Regions from separate parts of the Triticum aestivum genome. Here region 1 is linked to region 2. Evidence: chromatin contacts called from public Hi-C data. All regions are on one chromosome and are shown on one strand. The core of a region is the stretch at or near the end of the contact, and the rest is flanking DNA. Distances in the headings are between cores, read along the strand shown.

Region 1 (4,600 bases), core at 969-3,468, 120 kb before region 2:
GCGGCGGAGCGCATGCCGGACGACCATCTTCTCCTCGGGGCCGCGTGAGGTGAGCTCAGGATCGACGGATTTGGAGTTGTAGGACTCGGATCCGTTGTCCGCCATGCCGGAGAAGGCCGGAGATCGTCGGGCGGGAGCTTGGGAGGCGGAGGGGGTGGAGGGGAGTGGAGTGAAGTGGCTAGGGTTTCGTCCGACGAGCAGATGGGGAAGAATATATATGGAGTCGGGTGGACCAGCATGGGCCAGGACCTCCAAATTTGGGCTGGAATGAGGGGTGACGATCAGCCCGGATGTTTGAGGCTTATTTGGGATGCCCGTATGGGTCACAATTTTGTGACTGGTCAATGATCGGGCCATTTGTCCGGACGTTTGAGACGGGTTTGGAATGCTCGGCTATAGATGCTCTAACTAATCTAAAATATGTCTTATATTTTGATAGGGAGAGGGTAGTTCATATAAGAAAAATTAAGCACGGATTTCCAATCTTTATTGCTATAACGACGTTCCTGCAAACAAAAGAAAAAACCTTGTGAGGTATACCAAACCAAACCTAAATATTTTTTGTTAGCCAGACCGCGACATCTTGAGCCGGTGGCAGAAAGCGACCAATGACAAAATTAGAGACCATGGGCCGTGCTTTGATTTGGAGCTAAGCTAATTATCAATCAACGATTATTGGCGCCATCATTCGCCGATTAAAAAGTCGTCATGTGTGACGCTGCCATTGGACTGAAACATGGGCTAGCAAAAGCAGGAGGCAGGGTGACCAAACCTGTCCGCCCGGTGGGATGGGCTCGGCGATGTGTGTGATTGGCATCCAATGCGCGGCCGCTCGTCGTCACGGCACGAGCCGCCACCACCGACCAATCGCAAGCCAAAATTTAAGAAACTCTACAGTATGATTATATCTCGCTCTCATTGGTAGCAGCCAGTCAGAATCAGACGAAATGACTGCATGCATGTTTATTAATTTATTTCCTAAGTAAACATATCAATTTAAGAAATACTCTTCCGCCTCAAAATAAGTATCACTGACTTTTGTACTAAATCGATGACACTTGTTTTAAAACGGAGGGAGTAAATGTTTTCGTGTACATATAATGGGGAGAGGGCTGCACATGTATGGTTAACTAGGGATCGTCGAGAAGATCCGGGGAATATTTCAACCAAGACATGAATGAAGATGTGTATTATATGCTGTACTATTAGATCTGGTAGTGATGATAAGGATGCCCAAAGAAGAAGAACCAAGCAAATAATTGCACTGGAAATAATAGTGCATTTGGAAATAATGAAACGAATGGTGCAGGGCACATGAGTTGTACTACTACCGGTAGCAGTACCGAGCATGAACCACCAGAATCAAATTTTGGTCCCAGTGATGTTACCCGTGCTTCTTCCTTGATCAACACCGTCTTCATAACTGAATTTTGGTCCCAGTGATGTTTCAGCCTCTTTGATCGCCTGTTTCCTCGGGCAGCGCTGTCTGATCAGCTGTTTTTTGGGGCAAAAGGGAGGCCGCAGCCTCTGGTTTCATTACCAGAATGAAACCATTCTTTTTTAGTTGCATTTGTGTGGCTTTCAACAATTCTGATATAATTTGAAAGCTGCTGCACTTTCTGCTGCTTGCCATATTTGTAAAGTCAATAACCGCATGTATCATATCATAAAACTATTGCTTGTACATGTGCGCACAGCGCATCCATGGCTGCTCAAAGTTGAATGCCCGTTGAACCGTCGGAGAAAGCACTCTGCTCAATATATACTTGAGTCAAACACCAGGGCTACTTCCCCCGCAAGAGAAAAAAAACACACGCCAAGGCTAGTACTGGACGGCTATAATTGTAAGTCAGAAATTTCGTGGAAAACAGTGACGGTCAGAAAATAGGAACTTTCTTACAATTGCCAATTTTGACAGGGGGATGGCTTAACGATCCCCGCAAAAAAAAAAATGGCTTAACGATGCAGGTGACTTGTAATATCCATTTGCAATAATAAATGTGGGGATTGCTGCGAGTATAATCCATCACAAACAAAAATAGTGTGGCAGCTGAAGCAGGGGCGGAAATAGGAAGAAAAAAAAACGTGGCGAGGATCGAAACACGTCCTTGTTTTTGTTTTGCAGCTCAAACCAAAAACGCCATCCTCCACACAACACATGCGAAAACAACATGGCGGCCTGGCCTGATCGAGGCGTGCAGCGCATGGTGCATGGTCCACGCGGGCTTGCGGCTGTATAGGAGCCAGCAGCGTGCACCAAGCGATCGATCGGTCTAGCAGGGCCACCGCCATGTCACCCATCCATCCATCGGCTGCCCCATCCATCCTCTACGCGACGCCGGAGGAAAATGCTCGGCGCGCGCGGGGGAGGGAGGGAACGGTGCTAATTATGAGTAAGGGATACGAGCACGCGTGAGCGACCGTGACTTCGCGAGCGTGGCGAAATTTCGTGTTTTGACTCTTTTGACAAACAAAATTAAGATCTGACCCTGGTTTAAAATATTTTCGGGATTTGACCCTTTTGCTACCGCCAGGGGCTCTGGCGATAGGGTTAGACAACCTACCGCCAGGGGCCCTGACGATAGGGTGTGATGGAGGGGGACGGCGGCTGTCACCGCGTGCTGACGTGGATAAGTACCTTACCGCCAGGGGCCTTGGCGGTAAGGTGTGGCAGGGTTTTGCCGTACAAACATTCTGTAACGAAAGATGCAAGGGCCCTCGCCAGGACCCATGGCGGTAGGCTGTCTGACCCTAACGGCGGTAGGCTGTCTGACCCTACCGCCAGGGCCCCTGGCGGTAGGGTCCTGTCTTTTGCCGTATAAAGCTTCTGTAACGAAATATGCAAGGGCCCTGGCGGTAGGTTCACCCTACCGCCATGGGGGCTGGCGGTAGGCTGTCTGACCCTACCGCCAGGCACCCTGGCGGTAGGGTCCCCTGTTTTGTTGTTTCTAGTTCATTTGGTTGCTTGTTTTCAAATTCAATATGACAGCAATATCACAGCAAGTTTCACAAATATGGCAGCAATATCACAGATTTTAAACAATTAAACTTGGGCATCACATAGATCCACATTAGATAACTTGAAGTGCATATAACATTTCAAACGAATTTCAACTAATTAGTAAACGGAGTTCCACATAGTAGCAAACACATAGATCCACAAATAGCAAACACATAGTTCCACGTAGTTTCACAACCATTAGACAAGTTCAACCAAACGGAGTTCAACCAAACTAAAAGAGCCAAGTATCGAAGAGCATAATCAGTTGCTCCTTCCCCTTTGGAGGTACGGTCCTCGTTACTCTTTGAACGAGTCTCTTCGGTCTTCTTCTTGGGCCGTCGAGGAACCGGTCTTTGGAAAGGGTCCGGACTCAGCAAATCTTTCTTCTTCGGATTCCTCTTCGGCAGCTGAGATGCTTGAGATGTTTGAGTTGGTGGAGGTCCATAATCTTCATCGTACTCCTCCTCCCCGTTGCTCTCATCCTCCTCCTCCTCCCCTTCTACATGTGTGGCCTCCTCCTCGTCATCCTCTTCCTCCTCCTCCCCAACCAACCTAGACAACGAGGGAGCATGGCTCGATGAGCCGATGAGACCCTGTGTGGCTACAGGCTGATAAGCTTCAACTGACCCAGCTCCAGCACACCCAAGCAGCCCTACCAGCTTGCGACAGCGCTTCACGAACTTCTGCACTCACAATGAAACAAGGACATAATAAGTAACAGATCGTCTGATTGCAAGTGAACAAGATGCATCTATTCCGAGGAGGCTGAAATTGTACCTTCATCGTCCCCCTCACTTTGTTCTCAGATTGTACGCTCCCGAGGAGATCACCTAGTGCATCTGAGGCTTCAAAGATGCATCTGTTCAGCTCACCAGACTGCAACGACATAAGTCAGTCATGATGACGAATAAAATAATTTAAATACAACCGTCGGTTCAAACTTACCACTCTGTTGATGAGGGGTGCAAACTCCCTAAATCCACTGTGCATGTCTCTGATGCTGGTCTGGTAGGCCTCTTTCTCGGGGTCATCCCTCTCCAGCTCCGCGATGTCTTCAGCCGTCCACCGAGGCCTGAGACGAAGACGGTGCTTCTGGCCACCATCGTACCACCTCATGTGTCGGCCCAGGTAAGCATCCCAGTCAGTCACTTTCCTCTCCACGTCTTTACGGTACCTCCGTCGGTCCCACTCCATCACATGAGTCTTATGCTCCTCTCCCCAGTCTGTGATCGACTGATTCTTCTGCCGGCTCATCCTGCAAGGCATAAGCAACAAGAATCATCATAAGCGCAATGAGATCATCATAAGCAACAAGAAACATGATAAGCGTAATGAAATCATGGGCACGGAGAACAAAGCGCTCACAGGTGGAGCGCGTGGCCGCCGGTATCGGTGGGCTGGCCCGGTGGGGTATGCTGATAAATCCCAAACTGCGTGGCCACGCGGTGTGGCAAGTGCCACTCGACGGCGTACACACAGATCATGGGCACGATGCACCGCCAGAGACCACGGTCCGCATCACACATCATGTTCAGATCAAAGTCCCACTGTCGGTCTTGTCGATACGGCCGCCAGTTTACCTATTACATAAACATTGTA
Region 2 (4,438 bases), core at 16-2,515:
CTAGTAGTGCCTCCTAATTTGCTCCAACGTCGTCAGCTGCAGCAGCGACATGTAATACCCAATTAAGGGAGCCAATCATACCTTCAATCCTTATCCCCTACTCATGCAAGCAAGCATGTGTATTAGAAAAAAGAACATATATGGGTGAGTATGTTACCATAAGATTAAGAATTGGCTGTACTTCGTAGCAACTTCTCTTGTCATTTTCATAGGAAGGTGTTTTTAACATTGATAAACGGAGCTACATGATGTTCGACCCCTCTTCTATTTGCATATGCCATGACAAAATTACATGGTTTTCGTTTCAGGAATTACTAGAGTTGCTTCTAGAATTGTGAAAGAGCTTAAGACAACGATGAAGTGTATATTATCTCGTATGGTGCACGGTGGCACCACCAAGGCACAAGTAATGCACTTGACATGGTATAAAATGCGCTTCCACGATACATCTATCCTTGATGAATGAAATCTCTCTTTTGTGCATTCACACGTCTTTTTATTGCCTGTACTTTTTTTAACCATCCTTACACTCTTGTCGTGGCACCCGCCTCGCTCTCCCAGCTATCACACCTGGCGCTTCACTGTATCACCGGTTGTTAACCCTTCGACCAACCATTGCTCTAACAAACTTAGCATTATCATCTTACTTCACCTTTTTAAGGTGGTCCTCAAACCGTGAATGGCGCTACAATCGCCACTTTCCACTATGATTAGCATCCGGCGGACTAATTGATACATGTCAAATCATACTCAGCCGTAAACCTAAACGGCTAAACAAGGGTGCATCGATGAAACGAAACGACGAGTAAAGAGACAGGAATAGCGTGCAATGCTACAATCAGTTGCGGTATCCGTATGGCGTTCTCTTTCATTATTTAACCGTTCCATCAAAATAGACCACACAACAAAAGGTAGCAACGACGTCATCTTTGCTCCTTCCTCTCATCCATACATGCCCCCTTCACGGTTAGACACACCCACAAACATCCAAGCACCGATATTTCCTTTAAAACCGCATAAATATAATTTAAGAGAACTTCATTAAAGAACAAGAAAAAGCCAATAAGCCTAGCCACCTTGCCAATCACCACTCTCCTAGTCATCATCATCATCCATCACCTCTCTCTTACCATCTGCTCTGCCAATAGAGAACAAAATCCTCAACCTCTTCTATAGATTCTCTCTCCTGTTAAAATAAATAAATTAAAAAACTACTATAAACGAGAAAATAATAAGAGGGAGACCTTCCCTTCCTCTCCTCCGGCCTAACCCACCCCACCCCCCTCCCTCTCCTCCAAGCATCCACCGTCCCGGCCAAATCAGCCCCCTCCCCCAGCTCAAGCAAGAGCGCCATTCCCGCGGATATAGAAGAGGAGAGGCGAATTCACCTCCCCCTGACCTCTCCGTCCCCCAAAATCCTCCGAAAACCTAATCCTTGTCCCCGGAAAGATCCTCCTTTTCTTGGTTTCCACTTTGCTACAGATAAACAAAGCTATATATAGCGTTTTGGCCACGTTTCTTGGCCTCCGCTGTGGGTTGTTGTTAATTCGAGGGAGTCCAATTCGCGTGCAACTGAAGGGGCCCGGCCATGGCGGAGGAGGAGAGGCGGCGGCGGTTCTCGAGTCTACGCAGCGTCCGGTGGCGGGTCGATCTCGGCATCCTGCCGGCGTCGCCGGAGGCCTCCGTCGAGGAGCTCCGCCGCGCTGCCGCCGATTCGCGGCGGAGGTGAGCCCGCCATCCTTGTTCCCGGGTGTTTGCTGGTGTTTTGTCTTCTTGCGGCAGGAATCTGCTCTGCTCTGTTTTTCCTGCTTAGCTGGCTCGGCGCTGTTATGGCTTTCATTTGATTCTTGCGCGGTCAGGTGTTGATTTCGTCCAGATGGTTGTGTTTGTTAGTAAATTACTGCAATCACCGGCTGCTAATGCATCTAATTTGGTTGTGGTCATATGAACATAGCTCGTCGATTGCTAGATTTCTGACTCTGTCGGTGTTATCTGCACATGGCCATGTGCCATGTTTGTTTCATGAGATGAAATTTCGGCGAGAGAGATTGGTGCTGTTACTGATCTATAAATGATTGGGGCAAATGAATTTTGCTCCTTGCTATTTCTTTCTACCTAAGGATGACATGTTTATTTTGTTTCATGCTTGTTGTAGGTATGTTAGTTTGAGGCGCCGTGTTCTGGTAGACCCTCATCTTCCAAAGGAGGAGGCTAGATCACCTAACCTCATCGTGGACAACCCGCTCTCTCAGAACCCAGGTATTTGATCCTAAACATGATCTTGTGAATTGTGATGATGACATGGTAAACAAATTACAAGGGTATCTTTGAACATGGATGACTTGTTATCTACTACAAACACTTGCGTGATCACTCACCATCACAGATTTGTACTGCAAAGTGTTTTCCTGAATTTCCGTGGGTTGTGATGCACTTCATTTATTAAACGATGAGTGGTGCTTGACAAGTGTTATGTAACACATTAAGATATAAATGCGTACTCTTTTTATTAATTTATTATTGTTCATAATTATTTATTAGGGCTCTTTTCTACTGGTATAATTACTGGTGTAGTAGCTATGCTAGTGCAGAGGGGGGATGAAACCAATTATTCAGAGTGTGAATAGCTTGCTCACACAAAATTGTGCACTTTTTCTATGATGATAATTGATATGTAACAAAAGCCTCCAAGTGTTGCTTGATACTTTGTGCGACATCTCTGATTCCAAGTTTCCATCTTGATATTTTCATTTAACTTTTTTCTGCAGAGAGTAGCTGGGGTCGGTTTTTCAGAGGGGCAGAGTTGGAGAAGACTGTGGACCAAGATTTGTCTCGCTTGTATCCCGAAGATGGTAGTTACTTCCAAACACCTACTTGCCAGGCCATGCTGCGTAGGATACTGTTAATGTGGTGTCTTCAGCATCCACAGTATGGTTACCGCCAAGGTAAGAAACTCCTTGCGCATGTAGAAGAAACAAAGTTCTCAAGTTGTTTCAAGGAATCTGGTTGGCTTTCTCTTTTCAACTGAGAACTTCATGGGTCTAAAATCATCTAGGGCTGTTAATCTTTGCACGAGACTAAGTTGGTAAAAATTACCATTTTATAAAACAAGAGTATAATATCTTAAGATGGCATTGTTGAAGCATATTAATTAGCTTTGAGATCTCTTAATAGCAATGCTGGGTAGCACTAAAGTATCTTTTGACTAAGTAGCATGGCCACTTCAGTATATCTTTTCATTTATATTTTCTTGTTTAATTGCTGAATATGGCCTGACATATGGCTCATCTTGACACAGGAATGCATGAGCTATTGGCTCCACTTGTGTATGTTCTTCAGGTCGACATTGATAAACTATCGCAAATACGAAAACTCCATGAAGACTGCTTCAATGATGATTTTGTTGGAGTACCTTTCCCAGATACTGATATGGTTTTTAGTTATAAACCTAGAAAGGACCCAAAGTGGCATTCAGGAACTGACAATGAAAATGATTCTGAAAGTGCCTCCAGAGCTAACAGTCTTGATGAGCTTGACTCAGATACAAAAGAAATAATTTTACTTAGTGATGCATATGGAGCTGAAGGTGAACTAGGCATTGTATTATCTGAAAGATTCATGGAGCATGATGCCTATGCCATTTTTGATGGTTTGATGGATGGGGGTGGCGGAGTGGTTCGCATGGCAGAATTTTACTCTCCATCCAGTGTTGGATCTAGCTCAAGTCTACCACCTGCTATTGAAGCCTCCTCAGCGTTATATCATTTGCTTTCCATTGTTGAGCCATCTCTTCATAACCATTTCATTGAGCTGAAAGTGGAACCTCAGTGGTTTGCACTTCGTTGGCTGAGGGTCTTGTTTGGACGAGAATTCGGCCTCAGTGATCTCTTAGTAATATGGGACAAAGTTTTCGCCTGTTCCAATAGTATGCTGCTAAATAGTGACGAGGAATATAGCTTTCGGATCTTGTGTTCAGATAGAGGGGCATTCATTGCAGCTATGGCAGTCTCTATGCTTCTTCATGTTAGATCGTCTCTGTTGGCTACCGAGACTGATGTCTCTTGTCTCCAGAGATTATTGAATTACCCGACGAATGTTGATGTGCAGAAGCTAATTGAGAAGGCCCAGTCCCTGCAGTCTACTGCCATTGATGCGAACACTTCATCCCCATCTGTCCTATTAAATAGGGATATCGGCGAGTATGACAGAGTTAACAGTATTCTCCCTATTTCAACTCCTCCGAGAACTCCATTGCATCCTTTATCCGAGAGTTACTGGGAAAAGCAGTGGAGAAATTTGCACACTGATGGGACATCTCCCAAGGAGACTGTGAAGGGTCATTCTTTCAGCAGAGAAATAAAGAAATCCTTGAGGCAGAAACTTGGTTTGTCTAGGACAGAGTCAGATCCTTCTCCAGTGAAAGCAATCAGTGTGAAAA

The links. A called contact is a pair of places that touch in the nucleus more often than the background predicts.
Region 1: a Hi-C map of leaf shows a contact between it and region 2, with 4 times the contacts expected there. The contact joins the enhancer-like site here to the promoter of LOC543042 in region 2. A contact is called at or near these places in 4 of 5 Hi-C or Micro-C datasets (leaf and root) and 1 of 1 datasets of contacts at active chromatin or transcription factors (leaf).

What each region holds. Positions count from the first base shown.
Region 1 is chr7D:229,255,344-229,259,943 of IWGSC CS RefSeq v2.1, reverse strand. No RefSeq gene overlaps it. Among protein-coding and RNA genes, the nearest start is that of LOC543042, 120 kb to the right of the region's middle. Within about 2 kb of position 2,218, at least 4 of the 8 cell types and tissues checked have an H3K27ac peak or open chromatin away from gene starts, as enhancers often do. A contact at or near this core is called in leaf and root, where this site is marked.
Region 2 is chr7D:229,135,899-229,140,336 of IWGSC CS RefSeq v2.1, reverse strand. LOC543042 reads left to right here and starts at 1,265. Exons shown (of 5, transcript XM_044583513.1): 1 at 1,265-1,725; 2 at 2,156-2,259; 3 at 2,769-2,945; 4 at 3,299-4,438. The coding sequence starts at 1,589.